Regions from separate parts of the Anser cygnoides genome. Here region 2 is linked to region 1. The links are chromatin contacts, called in public Hi-C maps. All regions are on one chromosome and are shown on one strand. Each heading gives the region's core, a stretch centred on a gene start, on an enhancer-like site or on the middle of the called end of the contact. The rest is flanking DNA. Distances are from core to core; before and after follow the strand shown.

The links. A called contact is a pair of places that touch in the nucleus more often than the background predicts.
Region 2: a Hi-C map of liver shows a contact between it and region 1, with 8 times the contacts expected there. The contact joins the promoter of C8A here to the promoter of USP24 in region 1. A contact is called at or near these places in 2 of 7 Hi-C or Micro-C datasets (granulosa cells and liver).

The regions. Positions count from the first base shown.
Region 1 is chr8:28,520,951-28,523,708 of Taihu_goose_T2T_genome, reverse strand. USP24 (ubiquitin specific peptidase 24) reads left to right here and starts at 1,406. Exons shown (of 67, transcript XM_048062107.2): 1 at 1,406-1,855. The coding sequence starts at 1,523. LOC106032991 (a long non-coding RNA gene) reads right to left here and starts at 1,284. Exons shown (of 8, transcript XR_010833413.1): 1 at 640-1,284; 2 at 1-501.
Region 2 is chr8:29,023,097-29,025,796 of Taihu_goose_T2T_genome, reverse strand. It overlaps C8A (complement C8 alpha chain), which reads right to left and starts at 1,376. Exons shown (of 12, transcript XM_048062076.2): 1 at 1,159-1,376. The coding sequence starts at 1,277.

The DNA of each region.
Region 1 (2,758 bases), core at 157-2,656:
CAGCAAAGCATTGGTAACTTAACTGTAAAGCATTCTCTTCTGTGCTCAGTCGTCTGGGATTACAAGCAGTTCCTCCATTACTTTTGGTATGTTTTCATTAATTAGCTCAGTGCAAATTTACAGCACCCCTTCCTTGAAATAAATCTGAAATCAATAATGACATCTAATAAAAGATAGTACTTTTTCCTCCAGTCTTGTCTTCCACTAGTAAAGGAAAATGATGCCAACTGACTTCATCAGCCTATGAGGATTAAATCATTACTTATGTTTCAGAAATGAGAAAGTGTAATTTAAACGTTGAGCACATGAGTAAGCAGTGAGTCAATATTCAGCATATTAACTGAATGCACTCAAAGTGATAGAGTTTTTTTCTTGAGCCTGGCGAGACTGAGCCATAACAGTTCCTTTTATAGCTGGAGATCAGCGTGACTGAAGAACCCTCCTTCAGTCCAGACGCTGAAGTTGAGTCGGGCGCGTTACCTACGTTCCACTGAATGTCGCCTACAGAAAATAAATAAATAAAAATCAGGATATGAATAAGCAAGATGAAAGAGTCGTGATTACCTTTTGGGTCAGCATACAAAGAACATGGGAGCACTGTTGGCATACTACTATCTAAAAATTAATCAAAAACCTTACCAGTCAAACAGGCAGATCTGTCAGCCTGTTTCTTTCTACAGACACCATCAGGAGCAGCGACGGACACTGAGCTCTGAAAGTTCAAATATTGTTGGTGTTCCCTAGAAAGCTTCCCTTACGCTGAATGTAAATCTGTGTCTCAGATTTCAGGCAATTATTTGTAGTTTCCTAACCCTGGTGCTCTCAGTGATGCCAGCCCCTGCTAACACAAGATACCAGCACCGATCTTCACAAATCTTTTATCGGCTTCCTCCTTTTCTGTGGCCATTAAAGCGTTTGTTAAAATGGAGCGGTGAATGCTGCCTAGATAGCCTAAGAGATTCAGATCTACTCTCTTCCATGCGGTGCCAGAGTTTGGCCAAGTACGTTTAAGAATCATATGCAAATTCAATTCATTTCTGCTTTGGGGCAGCAGCAATTTCATTATTATTATTATTTGCACTTATTTACGGGGTTTGTTCCCTGCCGGAGGAGCCACCCGCGGGGCAGCGGGCACAGGGCCGAGCCCCCCCCCTGCGACCAGGCCGCGACCAAGCCGCGACCAGCCCCGACCCCATCCCCGGCGCTGCCGTCCCCATGGCAACGCCGCTCCCGCCACGTGACCGGCGCGGCCGCTCCCGTCGCCATGACGACGCCCCGCACGCTCCATTCATCCCCCGAGCCGAGCCTCCCCCGTCACGTGACGCGGGCAGCGCCGCGCTCTCCCCCCCCCCCCCCCCGCTTTCCCCCCCCCCCCCTTCCGGGCCGAGAGGGGAGGGGCGGGGCGGGGAGGGGGGCGAGGCGCTGCCGTCAAGATGGCGGCGCGCGGGGCGGGCAGCGCCTGAGGCCGGAGCCCGGCAGCGCCCGGAGCCCCGGCGCCCGCCTCGGCCCCCGGACCGCGGCCATGGAGAGCGAGGAGGAGCAGCACATGACCACGCTGCTCTGCATGGGCTTCTCGGACGCCTCCGCCATCCGCAAGGCGCTGCGCCTGGCCAAGAACGACATCAACGAGGCGGTGGCGCTGCTCACCAACGAGCGGCCCGGCCTCCACTACGGCGGCTACGAGCCCATGGAGAGCGGGCACGGCCCGGCCGGCGGCCACGGCTCCCCCGCGGGAGGGCCGGGACCCCGCGACGGGGACGGAGGAGGCGGCGGCGGCACCGGCGGTGGCGGTGGGGGCGGCGGCAGCGGGGGCTTCGACCCGCCGCCCGCATACCACGAAGTGGTGGACACCGAGGTGAGCCCCGGGACGGCGGCTCCGGGCTGCCCCCGAGCTCTCCCGGCGGAGGGTGAAGGGTTTGGGGGGGGAGGGGGGTGCGGGGAGCCCCCCGGCAGCCCCTCGTGGTGCCCCGGCCTCTGCCCGTGTCCCTCTGCCCGTGTCCCTCTGTCTCTCTCTGGGTGTTTTTGCAAGGTGAAGAGCACCTGGTATCGTTATTTTTCTTGGCATTCACGGAATGCATCGCTGCCCCACGATCCCCCCCCCCCCCCCCCAGCCCCGTGCCTTCTTGCATAACCCCGTAGTTGACCGCAGAGCGTATTTTTTTTTAAACGCCGTTTGCTCGACGCGAAGGAAGGTGCGAATCCTGGGTTTTGTTTGGGTAGGCCACGAGTTCGCCCGTGGAAATACAACCAGTTCAAGTGTTTTTAAAACAAAGGCTTTAACTCGTTAATTATAGCTGCGTTTTAAAAAGACGCCTGAAGCAGGAGGGCTGGCAAATGTCAGCCTCGCACGCTTCTTCCCCTTCCTCCCTGTTCTGCTTTTTTCCCTCCTCTTCCACGCTTTTCCAGAACTCGGAGCTCCTTGGCCAGCAAATTCGCTGATGGCTCTTGCTGTGCTGCCTGGAACGCGCTTGCAGCACTTACCTGTAAAGCCTTCTCCGCCTCCAGCTCTGTTCTTCTCCAAAATTTCCAAGGTGCCTACGAAAAGAGCTAAGTCAGCACTCAGGAGCCCATGGGGGTGTGAGAGCAGAAGAACGGAGCAGCCCCACTGTGCGGTACCAAAGGGCCACCTTGCACGGTGTGTTTCAGTGGCCCGCAGCAGATGCCTAAGCACGTGAATAACAACAGACTCATGCACCTCAAACAGTATCCTGGGGATACTGAGCCAGAAGGGATATCTTTCTGTGCACTTACCTATAAA
Region 2 (2,700 bases), core at 127-2,626, 500 kb before region 1:
CAGCCTTCAAAGCATTTTAAGGGGTTATTCCAAGCCAAAACATTATTATCATTATTTTGGCAATTAACTAATGAGCAGTCTGTTTTACTTACAAGACTGCAGCCCAAAGAGAAATCCCGATAATTAGCGGAGGTAGGGAGCACACTGGGCATTCATCAGCAAGACCACCAGACGAGAGGCACAGCGGCTCGGGCAGGGAGCCCGTGGGCACTCATCACCCGCCGGGAGAACAGCGGGATCCTGCAGACACGCACGGCGTTGGAGGAGGCACCCGTACCGATCCCTCCTGGCTCTGACAGGAGGTTTTGTGGGCCGTGTCCTTCAGCACTTCACCAAGCACTTAATTGGCTCACCTTCGACTGGATTTCATGTTTACCTCTTCATTATTCTGCCTTGTTTGATAAGTTCATCAAACATCAAAAATCTCGTCTTTGTTCATTTTCAAAAGGGATTATCAGAATAAGCCTTCATAATTAAGTGTATCACTACCATGATTTTTTTTCCCTTCTGCCTTCTCCTTGTCTTCACGTTCCAATTATCAGTGATACCTTTTCTTGATCCTTCTAAATCACATTTGCTTTTACAACAAGCCTGAAATTAATAACTGTAGGAAAAACAAACAAACAAAAAAACAACCCTTCTCCTATCATGACACTGTAGGTTTAGAAAAAAATAACTTGTATATCCCCTTCCTTCAAAGCTTGAATGACACTTGTATAGGTTAATAATATTGTTTAGAGAAAAAAGAATAGAGGTACATGCTTCTGGCTTGGATTGAAAATTGGGTTGTGTACATGCACTTGTTAAGTGTCAAATGCAAAATAATTATTATGAGAATGAATATGAAAAATATTTCTTTGTAAGTCTTCCTGTATAAGGAATTCACTCCAAATGCCCCAAAATAATATGGTGATTTTGGTAAAGACGTTTAAGCAGGCTTAATAGTCATCTGTGAAAGAAAACCCATTGTGCAAACAGTTCATATAAGAAGGAATTATGATTCCTCGCTTGGGCTTGGATAACGGCCAACATATTTTTTTTTCTGGAAGCTGTTTACAGAGAGCACAGTGTGCACATGCCTCAAGTCAAGACGAAATTGATGGGCTGACTGACTGGCCCGCAGTTTCTGTACGTAGAGCTGGGTGGAAGCAGACTTACCTCTGGGAAGGCGCCGCCACCGGCTCCCCGTGTGCCGCAGCCGTGCCCTGACTTGCTGTTAGAGACAGTGAGCATACAGCGAGAATCAAAGGAGAAACCTGACGCTGGCTCCACCACATTGTTTTTCCATATGTGAATGTTTGCTATTAATTAGCTGCAAGCAAAAGCTTGAGGCTTCGGCAGGCCGTGGGGCCAGTGTTGCTGGGAGAAGCGCGGAGCCCCCCGGCCCAGCATGCTGCGGTAAATCATTGACGATGGCACCCATCAGATCACAAAGAATCAGGACACGTCCCGGAGGCCTTTGCCCTTTTGGAGACAAATTCCCAGTTTTCTGGCAAGGGAGTATATTAGACTGTTTCCACATGGAAGTCAGTCAGGCCCGATCGAGGCAGTTGTGTTTCTTGCCCACCCTGTACCCTCCAGTTCGTTTGAAGGAAGAAAATCATTTTATTTCCCACAACACCTGTAATTTTGGTGCACCTGGTCACTTCCCAGCACAGCGAACTGAAGATTCTTACAAAATTCTGTTATGAGGGACACACACCACCCAGATACAACATGGAGATGTCAGTTCAGCTTTTTCCCTTTGCCATTCCCATAAGGTAGTGTCCCATGTCCAAAGCCACTGGGAATTATCACCTGGTTCAGAAGGGCTTTGGGATGGTCCTACGCAGTCACTGCAACTTGGGGATCTAAACCCTCATTTTTAAAACTGGTTTGGGATGAGGAAGATGCCCCTTCACTCTGAAATTGTGCCCTATCCCAGCTGCTGTGTGAACCTGTCCATGGGTGGTGGCTTTAACGCTTTTAGCAGGCTGGGACCTCAATGCAGAAGTAGTGCATGTGCAAGTGCACAGGTATGAGAAAATAACACCATACAAAGCAAAACACCATGGGTTGTATATTATTAAGAGAATAGCCACACGATAAGGATATTTAGGATATTATTTTTCACGTGTTGAAAAAAAGGGAAAAAACAGGCATTGGAAAACCACTTGCACATAGGGTTGCACATAGCCTTCAAAATCCCCCCTGAGGGCTTCTGGGCAGGAACAAAAGTGCACAAGGACTCTGTAACATTATTATTAGTTAGTTAAAAATAGAAAAAAAAAGATATCTATGGAGACTTTTGTATTTGAACAAGCCTCCATGTCTCCCTGCTTTTCTTCTGCCGAAGAGGGCTGAGATACTTCATGCATAAATGAAGCGTTCCCAGCAGACAACTGGAAACTTGAACCTCAATAAATTTGAGAGAAAGTGTAATTATTGTAGGAAAATCTGGTCTTGGGCTATTACAGCTATTAAGCGGACAGTGAATTGTTCTCTGCCCACAAAAGACTGGGATAGAAGTGTCACTTTGTGTGTATTTCCCAAATTAATGTGAAGCTCGTTTCAATAGCCGGTATTGTAAATTATCAAAATAAAAGGACCTCTTACTGTGTTATTTTAATGTAATTAAAGTTTAGAATGACCCTGGAGCTTGTCTGCACTAAACAGGAAGAAATGTATCACATGGGTAAACTCTGTAGTGAGATGAAATGA